2 separate regions of the Gossypium hirsutum genome follow, and region 1 is linked to region 2. Evidence: chromatin contacts called from public Hi-C data. All regions are on one chromosome and are shown on one strand. Each heading gives the region's core, a stretch centred on a gene start, on an enhancer-like site or on the middle of the called end of the contact. The rest is flanking DNA. Distances are from core to core; before and after follow the strand shown.

Evidence for each region. A called contact is a pair of places that touch in the nucleus more often than the background predicts.
Region 1: a Hi-C map of petal shows a contact between it and region 2, with 2.0 times the contacts expected there. The contact joins the promoter of LOC107955263 here to the enhancer-like site in region 2. A contact is called at or near these places in 8 of 34 Hi-C or Micro-C datasets (fibers, hypocotyl, leaf and 2 more).

The regions. Positions count from the first base shown.
Region 1 is chrA07:31,720,429-31,728,128 of Gossypium_hirsutum_v2.1, reverse strand. It overlaps LOC107955263 (RING-H2 finger protein ATL67), which reads right to left and starts at 6,396. Exons shown (of 1, transcript XM_016891006.2): 1 at 5,444-6,396. The coding sequence starts at 6,278. The coding sequence ends at 5,736.
Region 2 is chrA07:31,674,282-31,681,149 of Gossypium_hirsutum_v2.1, reverse strand. No RefSeq gene overlaps it. Among protein-coding and RNA genes, the nearest start is that of LOC107955261, 21 kb to the right of the region's middle. Within about 2 kb of position 2,124, at least 2 of the 9 cell types and tissues checked have an H3K27ac peak or open chromatin away from gene starts, as enhancers often do. A contact at or near this core is called in fibers, where this site is marked.

The sequences.
Region 1 (7,700 bases), core at 5,147-7,646, 43 kb before region 2:
GACTTTCAACCATTTTGCAAAATAGACCCCTTGTTAGAAAGTTCATGTTAGAAGGGGTCCAAAAATACAAAAATTATCAAGAAAACTATCAAAATCACTTATCTATGAGAATAGAGAGTAGCTAAAATTTTTCAAGATCTAAAACCCTCCTATGGTTGATATATTCGGCACTAGAGAAGATGGGAAATGGATGATATCATCATTTGTTTATTTTCTTTTCTTTTTAGTCAAACAAGCTACCAAACTCACCTAATTTGACTTTTTTGACCATTCTTGTCCCCATGGCAGGTCTAGCACTCTTTTTAGGGCCTATTCGCCCTTTAAAAACCTTTAATTTAAGTTCCATGGAAATTTAACACCCTTAGCTATCAATTTAAGACTTTTGAACTTTACGCGATTTAGTCCTTTTTTGCAATTAAGCTTACAAATGTTAAAATTACCTCGCCAAATTTTTTATGCACTCTTATAATAATGCCAAAACCTCGTGTTAGTGGTCCTGAAACCACCATTCCGACTAGCCCCAAAATCAGGCTGTTACACTCGAACCTTGCAAAAGAAGAAAGGCAACCGTATTTATGTTATCCAAAATTTCGAGGGACTTGGATTTATGATCTGGAAGCCATCAAAGGAGAATTGAATGAGTTTTTTAAAAGATTATATGTGAAGCTCCAGCGCCTTTGGGTATTTTATCTCCTAACATTTTTTTCTCAACTTGACCCTGTAGATATCAATTTTCTGGGAAAACCAGTCTCAAATAAAGAGATTAAGGTGACACTCTTTGACATGGCCCCACTTAAAGCTCTGGGTAGTGATGGTTTTTATGCCCTTTTCTTCCAAAAGTAGTAGGGCCTCATTAGGGATACAGTTTGTGATTGGGTTAGGAATATTTTCGATGGAAACCCTATTGAGCCCGATATGAATAATACTTTAATTGTTCTCATCCCGAAGGTTTAGAATTCGAAAATATTTGGTCAGTTCTGGCCAATAAGTCTCTTTTTGGTCCTCTACAAGTTAACGATGAAAGTAATCGCCAATCGTCTTAAGCATATTTTTCCTAAAATTATTGCGCAGGAACAGGCGAGATTTGTTGCAGGAAGGAATATTAACGAGAACGTCATCTTAGCCCAAAAGGTAATTCATTCCATGAGAATCTAGAAAAAAAAGGAAATGGATGACGATTAAAATTAATTTGGAGAAAGTCTATGATAGAGTAAGTTGGTACTTCATTGAAGCTTCTCTCCAAGCGGCAGGTATTCCCGAGTATCTTATAAATGTTACTATGGTCTCTATTTTTAACTCTACCATGCAAGTTATGTGGAATGGAATCCCGTTATCTAAATTCAGTCCTGTTAGAGGCATCCATCAAGGGTGCCCTCTTTCTCCTTATCTTTTTGTGCTTTGTATGGAGTGGCTTGGTCATCTTATTCAGACTGCTATCTTGAAAGGAAATTGGGATCCCATTCGGCTTTCTAGAGACGGGCCAACTATCTAGCATTTGTTTTTTGCAGATGATTTGGTTCTCTTTAGTAAGGCTGATTCGAAGCACTGCATAACTTTGAAAGATATTTTGGATAGATTTTGTGCGCTTTCTGGACATAAAATCAATGTTAGGAAGACTAACATTTTCTTTTCTAAAGGCGTGGATGAGGATTCAGTCGATACGATTAGCACTATGCTTGGGTTCCAGCGAGTGCATAATCTTGGTCATTATCTGGGAATTCCTCTCCTTCACCAAAGGGTTACGGGTGACACCCTGCAATTTGTGGTGGAAAAAGTGCGTGCTAAGCTTCAAAGTTGGGAAGCCAAAAAACTCTCTTTTGCAGGGAGGATCACTCTAGCTCAATCAGTTCTCTTATCTATTCCTAGTTATTTCATGCATTCCATGATGATACCTAGGAAAACTCATGATGAAATTGAAAGGTTAGTTAAACAATTTATTTGGGGATCATCCGAAAGGAATAAGAAGATGTCTCTGGTCAGATGGGATTCTATTTTCCAACCAAAAGGGTGTGGTGGTCTTAGTTTGAGAAACCTTCGAGATCAGAATATTTTTCTTCTTGATGAAATTGGGGTTTAAATTGGTATCTGATAAGGAAACTTTTAGGGTTCGTGTGCTTAGATCGAAGTATAGAGTAAAGGATGAGTTATCGATTAGTATTAATAGAGATAAAAGTTCCTTTCTTTGGAAGTCTATTTCTAAAATTTAGCCTCTTCTCCATGAGAATTTACATTGGTCTGTTGGTGATGGTCACAAAATCCAGTGTTGGCACTATAATTGGATTCTTGATATTGGACCCCTGTTTAGACGCATTTCTCCTTATGCTAATCTTAATTATGATTGTCTTCTGAACGAGATGGTTATTGAGGATAGCTTATGAAACTTAGACCTCTTTCGAATTTGGTTATCGGAAGAGGTGATTCAGGTTATTAAAGGCATTCCTCCTCCACTTCCTTTAGAAAGTCCCTACAGAATTTCTTGGAATCACATTTCGTCTGGGGTTTTTACTGTTAAGTCTGCCTATAAGGACATCAAGGGAGGAGATTGGAATCCAGATGATGAAAAATAGAAGATGGCTTGGACGATACTACAAGGAAGATTTCTCAGTAATGTTGAAAGAGTTAGGAGAGGTATCTCGAATGACCCTTCGTATCACATATGTGGTTTTCAATCAAAAGATATTTTGCATAATGTCTGGAATCAGGTTAATCTAGATAGGTATATCAACTTCTTTTCTTCTCATTTTCAAGATTGGTTCCTTCTTAATTTGCAGGGAAATAGGTTGATTCATGAGGGGGAACTAGCTGGGCTTGTTTCTTTGGGATGCTCATTTGGCGCTTATGGAAAAACTGAAATTTATACATCTTTCAAAGCAAGCCTTGAAGCTCAAAAGAAATAGTCCAAGGATCCTATAATTGGGCGCTACATTTTTTCTCTTCCTCTTAAGAGGTCCCTTCTGGATACCTTGATCAATCTGGTGAAGCTTTAAACTTTGAAGAACAAGTTCATCTTTTTATTGATGGGGCAATGCAATTGGACTCTGGACTCGTTGCAGCTGGGGGAGTTCTTCGCAATAAGGAGGGACAATAGATCATTGGCTTCCATCGCTTTCTTGGAAAATGTTCGGTTTTCAATGCAGAATTGTGGGGTATTCTTGAAGGTCTTAAACTAATTCAACGTTTGGACTATGATCATGTTATCATTCACTCTGATAGCTTGAAAGTTGTTAAAAGGCATCCTAGGTAGTTATTCAACAGTCTCTAATTCAGCATTAATTAGGCGAATTCTTAATATTATAGCTCCAGAAGAACAATGGTTTCTGCAGTATATCCCGAGGGAACAAAATCAAGTTGCGGATTGTTTAGCGAAACAAGCTTTGACTGAGAAAGGAAGCATGCAAGTCTTCGACATCCCACCCGAGATGGCTCACGTTTTAATTGATAGGAATAAGCTTTCAAGCGGTTCTTTTGATTAAATGTTATTCTTGTAATTTTTAGGCTTTTTTTTTACCAAAATAAAAAACCTCATATGATTGCATATGGTCAAGAGTGTTTACTGCTTTAGGTGTGATCTGAATTCGAGTCACGCTAACCGTATTTGTTATTCGGGCTTTACACTATTATTGTAATTCAAAAAAATAAAAATAAAAACCCAAAGAACATAATTCATCATTTAATTCAAGTTTTTATTTTATTTTATTTTATATTCATGTCATCAATATGGTTGAATTAGCCTTTAAATGTTATCAAAACAAATACATAAACATGGAAATTGGAATTCTTGTATCTTTCTTTTGTTCTGCTAGACTTTTGGGGTTCTGATTCTAGCTGTTGATGAATCTGATTGGTGATAAAAGTTCTATAACAGTCCCTATACCATACCTTAAATTGCATATTGACTCCCTATTGAAAAATGTTGATATTAGAGGAAGGGGCAAAATTAGTATTATAACAGTATTATTTTTCAATAAGAAATTCTAAGATTTTAAAAAAATAGAAATGACAAAGATTTTTATTTTTATTTTAAAAAATAAAAAATATAATTTTTTTTCAAAGCTATAACTTTTAGCTTTTAAATTTGAAAATAATAATAATAATAATAATAATAATAATAATAATAAGCTTGACAAATTCTAAAAGTTTTTCAAATTTTCGACAAAAAATCTTTAAAATTCTATTTTTTTTAATTTCAAAAATTATGAAAAAGTTATTCAAATTTTAATAAATAATACGTAAAAATACATTACAAATTATAGAACTTTTTTTTCGAATTTTCAATAAGATCTCTAAAATTTTATAAAATTAAAAAATTATGAAAAATAATCAAACTTAAAAAATGGAAAAAAAAAAGTATTATTTTTTATAAAAATTAATGTCTTTATTAGAAATATGAAAAGAAGGTAAAGAGTCATTAATATTTTAATACTATTTTCATAATTAAGTTGATTTTAAAGGTTTTGTTATTTTTGTTTTGAATTTTAAAGAATTTTCAATTTTTTTTCAAAATTATTTGGAAATTTTTAAAATTTAATTTTTAAAAAAATTAAATTCTTTTTCATTTTTTAAATGTGTAAAAATTTTATTGAAAATTTGAAAGTGTTTACAATATTTTGATGAAGGATCTACTTACAACCTTGCGTACTTCTTTGTACCTTTAATATTTTAATGATCTAATTTTTAAATTTACCGATATAATTATACTTGTCAAGTACATAAAATTTTGAATCAATATGATATCTCTATCATATCGATCTAAAATTATATATAAATATTTATTAAATGGTTAGAATTTTTTTAAAATAAAAAAATAGTTAGAAATTTTTAATTTTTATTAAATTTGACACACATTATCTATATAAAAAGAATATAAAATTGACGATTGGATCGTTGAGTTTTACACTGATACAAGTAAAATTTTCCTTTAATAATTAATATTTTTATATTTTTTTAATTTTGAATTTTTTTTATAAATTTTACAATTATACTGTTTATTTATAATTTAAATAAATTTTAAATTATTTGTTAACCCAACTTACCTTATGAAAATTTGACTGCCAATTGACTCCAAATAAAAACAATAGATGCCAAATTGAATGAAGATTTAAAAGTCAGAAATTAAAATTTTTATACCTTATATATAAATAAATATTTAATTGCACAATTTCAACAAACGAAATATTTTGTTCTTTCATCTAATCTATAAAATAGTTGGGGCTTTTTTTTTTTTTTAGTCTTTCATTATGGAGACTAAAATGCAATTTGAGAGACAATGCCATTGTTTGGCGGAGAAGTGAAGTTGTTAACTTCTTGCATCCGAAATTCCGGATGCATTCCATCGAACATTGCGAAGCGTCAACATGGACTCAGTAACGGGTAACGGCAGGCAGGCACTACTTTCCAATCATCACCATTAACAAAATTGGCTCGGCACTTCACAACCCAATAGTAAAGTAAACTGCACTTCCTTCGTTGGCAGTTTTATGTACAGTATAAAAAACTAATAGGACCATAACATTTGAAAAGACTGAAACAAGATACCGTTCCCATGAAAAAAAATTTTAAGTTAGTGTTTACAAAATTTGGTACAAATTTCAAAAATAAGTGAGGAGAAATGAATTCCATGGCTTTCTAATTGATTTCATGCTCAGAACTGAGCCTCTTCTCCCCTAAACAATCAAAATCACAACCCATTGACCAACCTCCATCGAAACTGAGATTTATTTAAAAAACAAAAAAAGTCACCTCATCCTCCTCCGGTCCGCAGCGTGCTGAGACAAAGGCACGATTTCCGACAAAGGCGTAGAAAGCGGAGTTGGAAGCGGCGAGTTCCGACAAATGGGACAAGACCCATTAAGTTTCAACCAAGCATCCAGACAAGAAACATGGAAATAATGCCTACACTCAGGCATCATCTTCAACATCTCCAAATCCCTATACTCGCATAAACAAATCGAACACGTCGTGTTAACGTTAGTAGAACCCACAGCAGCCGCCTCTTTAGTGAACTGGAACTTGGGGTATGAGTTTATAACGGCTTGATCGAGCCCAACGACGACGTTCTCATCGTCCTCATCTTCGGCAACGAAAACAACCCGGGGAAGGATGATTCCATCGGAGGCGGGGGTAGGGTTGGGAGAAAAAGAGGAAGAAGGACGGCAGCAGATGTAGGAAGCGAGGAGGACGATGGAGAGGAGGACAAGGAAACCAAGGGCAATGGCGATGGAGTAGCCGAGGCCTAAGTTGGTGAAATAGAGAGGGGAAGAATGGGAATGGGTGGACATTTGAGGAGAGGAATAAGAGAATCCATTTGATTAAGGAAAGAGAAAGAAAAAGAAACCGGAAAAGAAGGTGGGGGAGATTTAATGCTCCAGCTACAGCATTTATTTACTCACTTTCCAACATTTATTTCTGCGTTCTAAATCACACAGAGGGTTCAAATAAGTTCAATTTTAAATTACCAACTAACGTATATTAGCCATTTTCTTTAATCATTTTGAAGTTTTACTCGTTATAATAATAGAAGATTCGATTTTTTATATTTTATTTTAAATTTTTATAACAACAATTTTTATAGTTATGAATTACGTTATTTATTAAATTAATTTTTTATATGGTTTAAATTTTTAAGTAAAATTATAGTAAATGGTAAATTTACGTTTTCATATTTTCAAGTTAGGTAAATAGTATATGTAGATTCAGCATCCTACAAGAATCTCATACTCAATGTCAGTGATGTTCTCTTCTGTGTTTTTGGCATGTACCTAGGGGGTATTAGTTGATTAAGATCTTTTGATTATAGATAGTTGTATAGGATGTTTTGTAGGAGTATCTTGTGAATATGTTATTGGTGTTTTTGTATATATATGTTTTGAAGTTTGTATTTGGTTTGGTGAACCTTAACACTTCAGTAAGTTATGTCATTTTGGTACTTTAAAATGCTTGCAAATAAGATACTCTTGGTATGTTGATGATAGTTTGGAAATGGTCATTTATGGCATAGTTGGCACATAATTGAACATATTGGTATGTTTTGATAGTTGAAGTTTTGGTACAATTGTGGTGCCTTTGAATGACATATTGGTTAGGTGATTTAGGTTGTTTGAAATGGCATGTTTAAGTTTGTTTGGATGATATTTGAACCCCTTGAAGGTGTGCCCAAATGGTATGAATGGCTAGGTAGGAATTGGTTTTGAAATGGCTTGATTTTAGGTAAATTTTGGGCTCACACGGCTAAGGACATGGGTTGTCACATGGTTGTGTGTCATCTAGGAGTTTCTTAGTGTTCAAGTCAGTGAGTTAAACGGCCTGACACATGGTTGTGTGGGGCATCTCAGTGAGTTGCACGGGTGAGGACACGGGTTGGGGCACGACCGTGTGTCCCTTGTTTGAAAGTTACATGGCTTGAGGTGTTGTACTCGGCCGTGTGACCCCTGTTTTTTAATTTTTACATCTTTTTCTTAAAGCTTCTTATTTATTTCAGATTAGTCTCGAAGTGTCTCAAAGTTATTTTTAGGGCCTCGAGGGCTTGATTTAGGGTCGGAATGCATGTGATTGAATGGATTATGATATGTTTAATTTACTTAAATATTGTGGTGTTAAATGTTTCTAATTGTTCGGTAATGCTACGTAACCCTAATCCGGTAGTGGAGACGGGTTAAGGGTGTTACACTCTCTCTTTCAATTTACTCCCAAACCTTCATTAA
Region 2 (6,868 bases), core at 875-3,374:
TTTGGTACCTATGTTGAGCTTCAATGCTCAATTTGATACTTGAGTCTTGCTTCAATATTCAATTTGGTAACCCGACCAAATGGCATTATGTGACCAAATGGCTCTAGTAAAAAAACATAAGTACTTAATTTAGAAAAAAAAAAAGAAGCTTAGGTACCAAATTGAACAGTTAAGTCAAATTTATGTACCAAAGTAAACACTAAAGCCAAATTCAAGTACCAAATTAGGACAAAAAAAATTAAAGGTACCAAATTAAACATTAAAGTCAAACTCAAGTACCAAATAATATCTTAACCCAATTCTTTTTTAGATTTGGAAAAGGACAAATTGCATACAAAATTTTTTTTATTTCATAGAAAAAAATGGGTAAACTACATTCAATGTCACTAAACTATTAATAAGTTTACGTTTTGGTCACTTAACTTCAAAAAGTTACAAATGGTCACTAAACTATTTGAAAGTTTTCATTTAAGTCATTGAAGTGCTTTAAAGTTTTTATTAAGTCACATGATTGTTAAGTTTTCCATTAAAAAGAAGTCTCCATTCTGGATCCAAAAATGACCCCTCCCACGAATTTTTCAGATTTTGAGACACATTCAATAATATAGAATTATAAGTTGCCAAAATGAAAATAATAAAAGGAAAATTAGAGGGGGGTCAGTCAAACTTCTGTAATCTATAATGTAACTTGAATGAAATAAATAGAATTTGAATGATAAATGAAAAGAAAATAATAAAATCGAAATCATAATATAAAAATGAAATTCTAAATTATTAAATTAATAATTTATTTTAATTATGCTTAAATTAAATTATTAATTTTTCTATTTAATTTTAACTTAAATTAAATAATAATAAATAAGCAACGATTCAACGATCAATACAGTAGATCAGTACCTATATACAAGTAGAATAATATATCTTATATACAAGTTGATCTGACAGCTAGTGTTGGAGATTGAAGAAAGAAGTTATTTAAATTTTAATTTACAGATTCATGGCGTTCAAAACTTATTCATGAAAAAAAAATTGAATTATAGAAGAAAAAGGGAAGGTGAGCTTTCGATTGGTGCAAGTAATACAAACAAAGAATGTCATATAACAACGATTTTAACAGCCCAATAACTTAAATGAAAACTTTTGAATAATTTAGTAATAATTTTATAATTTTTTTAAATTAAGTAATAAAAACATAAATTTACTAATAATTTAATCACTCCCTAAAACTTAGATAAAGGATTGAGTCTGGTACGGTCCCAAAAGCTTTTTGTAATTTCAAGTCTTAGTTAAGCATCGGAAACATATGTGGGCTTTATAACTCTGAAAAGTGAAGGCTGAATCTCGTAAAAAACAAAGCCCAAGCCAACGAAATTCAAAGGACATTTTCCTTTTCCTTTAGGAGAAAAAAAAAGTAAATTAAAAATCCCTATATTTTATTTAAAATTATGATTTAATCACACGATTTTCACTATTAAATTTATTTTGACCACTATTCTATTAATTAATATCAAAGAAATGACGTGACACATTAATTCAAAGAATTAATAATTAAATTGGCTCTGAATAATAATTAATATATCATTTTGATAGTTTTAAAATTTTTATTACCTATAATTCTAAAAATTATTTAAAAAATCTTGAAAACAATTAAAATTGAAAGGAAATTTTATAAAAATTTATTAAAGATTTCTGTTCTGGGAAATTTGCTACAAAAACATTTGGACTCTTCTTCTCTAATATTCGTAGGACCGGCTGGCAGCCGCTACTCTTTCCCTTTTACTCTGTTTGGCTCTTTCGTCTTCAATCATCGAGGGTAATTTTTCTGTTAAAAAAAAAAGATTTTGCCTACTTTGTTTTATTTTAATAAATCTTTTTCCATATTTAAAATTTAGTCTTTTTACAGTTATTTTTTAAAATTTAATCTTTTAAATTTAAAATTTTAAGTCTAATTATTAATTATTAAAAATTGAATTTAAATTTTAAAATATAAATAATAGAGGGACTAAATTTTAAATGTAGAAAGAATACAAGAATTTGGGGTATATCGATGGTAGGTTAACCCTCTTTCTGTTCCCAAAATTTTTTCATTGATCTGTGTTGGCTACCTTCAACCCATATGAATGTTCTTTTATTTCAATTTTGTAAGTAAAATTTTTTTGTGGTAGTTTTTTTTACTTAGAATTCACGTGCTTTTGTTCAAATTTTGTTGATTTTTTGTTTCCCTCTGCCTTTATTTTCTTAACTGAGTTTCTTATTAATAAAAATAAAATTACTGATTATCAAGTCGTTATTTATTTATTTATTTTGGATTAATATATATTTAATTTGATTCTAGTGGTCGAGCAGGCATGCTCTGAGCCTCTGACCAAGAATCAATAATAAAGTTTTATTTTTATTTTGCACCTCCTTGATTTTTTTTTTAGTTAGAGAATTTAGAATTGGGGTGTGAAGGAAATTCCTGGGTTTTCTTTTTGTGGTTTTAAACTTTTTTCTTTTAAATAATTTTGCTGTCAACATGTTGTGTTGTTTTTGTAAATTCTATGGATGGAGGGCCCTTTGTTGAATTTTGTTTTACCTTTTTCTCTTTCGGAAATTTATTAATTAATTTAATGAATGAGATTATATAATTCAAGGAAAAAAATAATAAACACCCGTTGTACATGTTAAAGAACAAGTTCCATCAACACAATAAAAATTTCAGCTTTAGAATTAATAGTACATTATAGCACGTTGATAATTGACTCTGTCACAACTCAAACACAACATATCAGGAGTAATTGCAAGTACTTAATACAATAATAAATCAACCCCGAATGGTCCAAAGCGGCAAGCATAAATCGGCAAAAGAATCGAACATTTACCAAACTAGAGAGGATGGCAACAAAACCAACCCTAAAATCACTTGCAAAAACAAGACTACAGACATAAGCAAACTAAAAAGCATACTATAAGAGTAGACAAAAACTCTTAAAAGTGAAAATTTATGAAACAATGGAAAAAAAACATATAAAATTTAAGACAACATAAGTCCAAACCGACTCATGAAATCATTTATTATTCTGAAACTCTCAAAACAGAAACAAATTAAGAAGTCAATGAAGAGCTACCCACTTTCTAAAAGAAATTGTCAGTGATTGGTGGTGTTTCAATGATGATAGGCACCGTCATCTGTCTATCAAAATTTGTGAAGACAACAAAGATACATATAAAATAGATCTGCATATTGAAAAGAAAGAACAAGTGTGGAGTGAATGAGAAGAAGAAAGAAAAGAGGGTTAATATGCTGAAGAAAAATGCGGGCAGTAACTAGTCCAGAGGCTAACACTAAAAACAAAAAGATAAGAATCAAACGACTTGGAGAAAAAAAGTTTTAGGGTTTTTAATATTCTTTAGATACTATTTTGAATTTTTTTTTCTTTGTTTTGGTTTATGGATCTCTTAATATTTCAGAAATACATTAATTATCAGTTTTTGTAGTAAATTTCCCCAAATAGAGTTTTTAATAATTATTTTTATAATTTTTTAAATATTTTTATTTATTTTTTAAGATTTTTTATTTATTTAGAATTTTTGTTAAAATTTTGTTTAAAATATTAAAATGATAATTTAACTATAATTTTGAATAAACATGTCATACTCGCCAAGAATATAATAATTTAATATCATTAATGATTATTATGGAACTTTTTAAAATTACCCAGACCGAAGATGCAATTGACCGCAAAAGCTCGAACAATTTCCTTACACCAAAAGCAAAGGCATAAAAATGGAACATCAATGTCAATGAAACTCAGTAGGCACGATGTTGGATAAAGAGACAATGGCTTCATTAACGACAAGAACAATTCACCTTGTTGGCGATGAAATCTATACAGCTATAGGCTTCAGCTCCCCTAGATCATACAACAAAAGGATTGCAACCCTCGTCTCAAATTAGGCTCCTTGCAAACTCAAATTTTCTTTCTTCCACCAGAGGGATTTCTTGTTTGATATGGAAAAACCAAGACTTCTAATTTGATTATTATAATAAAGATAATTTTTTGCATGTAATCATTTTAAATAAAAATATCTTAATACAGTAAGTAATAATATTAAATGAACTTGCAGAATAGCTCTTTTAAGTATATAATGTATATAGAGAAAAAATTCAAGCAAATTGTGTATAAAACCTAATTTAATTTGTAAGTGCACATGCTGACTGAAAGTTCATTGTGTTGCAACATAAGTTTTACTTGGTAATTGCTATGAGAGAATAAATCAATTATGCAAATTTAAATTTGTAGATATAGTCTACCTCTGTGAGATATAAACTGATTATTCGATGCGAAAGACATTCGAATTTTAGACTGCAGTGCTGAACAAACTCTTTCAATTTCAGTATGAAGTAGTCTTATATTCTTAATTACAATATTATTTTATGGTATTCTAATATTGACTATATCTCTAAAAAGTTGATTGGTTGGTCTTTTTTGTTTGTGATTGAATTAAATGAATACAAATTCACTAATACACATCTTCATCATGTGTCTTACAAACATGAAGCACCCTTTTTTATCGACTAAATAAAGACAATTTATTGGATTACTTCAATATTATTTACAACATTTAAAATTTTCATTTAATAATTTCACATTAATATAAAATTTTCATAGCGAATTGGTTTTTCATTGAAATAAGAATTAGTGTTAGAATTAAATGACCCGAATCCTTATTTAAATAAAATACTGTGGTAAAATAAAATAAAAATAAAATCCATATAAAACTACACTTCTTTTATTTTATTTTAGAATAAGGTTTTTTAAACCTTATTAAACTTCATCTATTTTATATTGATTAGAATAAGGTGTTTCAGTCTTACTAGAATATGGCTTTACAAGCCTATAAATAGACATAGTCTATTCCTCTTGTAATCATTCGAATTCGACATAGTGAATTTTCTTCTCATCTACCCGTGATTTTTTCCCAAAAGGGTTTTCACGTAAAAATCTATGTGTTCTTTATTTTATTTTATTTTCACAAATTGGTATCAGAGTTTCTGGGTTGTTCATCTCGATCACGGTAATGACATCTTTGAAGTATGAAATTCTGCTGTTGGATTGCAACACCAGATTTGCGTTGTGGCAGATTAAAGATGCAAGCAGTTCTTGCTCAGATGGATCTGGAGGATGCCCTACTAGGGATAAGATAAGATGCCTTCGACATTAACAAATGAAGAGAAGAAGCGTAAGGATCGAAAGGCATTAACACAATTACATCAGCATTTGTCCAATGAAATTTTGCAGGATGTGATGAAAAAAAAGACTACGGCTGCATTATGGAAGAGGCTAGAGCAAATATGCATGTCGAAAACTCTAACAAGCAAGTTGTATATGAAGCAGCGTCTTTATGCTCATCGTTTGGAGGAAGGTGCGTCTGTACACAAATACTTAACAGTGTTTAAAGAAATTCTCTCAAACTTGGAAGCCATGGAGGTTCAGTATGATAAGGAAGATCTAGGGTTGATTCTATTTTGTTCGTTGCCCCCGTCTTATTCAACCTTTAGAGACATGATTTTATATAGTCGCGAGTCTCTCACAGTTGATGAGATTTATGATTCTTTGGCCTCGTATGATAAGATGAAACATCTTGTGGTTAAATCCGACTCTCAGGGAGAAGGTCTCATTGTTCGTGGGAGACAAGATCAGAATGCTGATGATAATTGTAGGACACAGGAACGGAACCCTCGTGGTAAATCTAAAGGTAGATCAAAGTCTTCAAACAGAGGCAAAACTTGTAACTTCTGCAAGAAGAAATGGCACATTAAATCTAAGTGCTATAAGTTACAGAACAAGATTAAAAGGGAGGCTGCGAATCAAAAGGGAAAACAACCAGAAAATTTCAGTGAAGCTAATGCTGTAGAAGACTACAACGATAGTGGACTTCTAGTCGTTTCAGTCAACAATTCTAAAGTGAGCGAGGAGTGGATACTTGATTCAGGCTGCACCTTCCACATGAGTCCCAATTGGGATTGGTTTACAACTTACGAAACAGTGTCTGAAGTTGTTGTTTTGATAGGAAATAATGCTTCGCAAGTGTTGGAATAATTAAAGTTAAGATGTTTGATGGAGTTGTCAGAACACTTAGTGACGTACGACATGTTCCAGAATTGAAAAGAAATTTAATTTCGTTGAGTACTCTTGATTCAAAAGGGTACAGATACACAGCTGAAAGTGGGGTTTTAAAGATTTCCAAAAGTTCCATTGTCGTGATTAAAAGGAAAAAAAAGACTGCCAAGTTATATGTTTTGCAGGGTTCTATTGTTACTGGTGATGCACCTGCAGCTTCCTCTTCGTTGTCAGATGATGATATTACTAAAATTTGGCATATGCGCCTAGGGCATATGAGTCCCAATTGGGATCGGTTTACAACTTACGAAACAGTGTCTGAAGTTGTTGTTTTGATGGGAAATAATGCTTCGTGTAAAATCGCAAGTGTTGGAATAATTAAAATTAAGATGTTTGATGGAGTTGTCAGAACACTTAGTGACGTACGACATGTTCCAGAATTGAAAAGAAATTTAATTTTGTTGAGTACTCTTGATTCAAAAGGGTACAGATACACAGTTGAAAGTGGGGTTTTAAAGACTTCCAAAGGTTCCCTTATTGTGATTAAAGGGAAAATAAAGACTGCCAAGTTATATGTTTTGCAGGGTTCTATTGTTACTGGTGATGCACCTGCCGCTTCCTCTTCCTTGTCAGATGATGATATTACTAAACTTTGGCATATGCGCCTAGGGCATATGAGTGAGAATGGCATGACAGAATTGAGCAAAAGAGGACTTCTTAATGGGCAAGGAATTTGCAAACTGAATTTTTGTGAGCACTGTGTT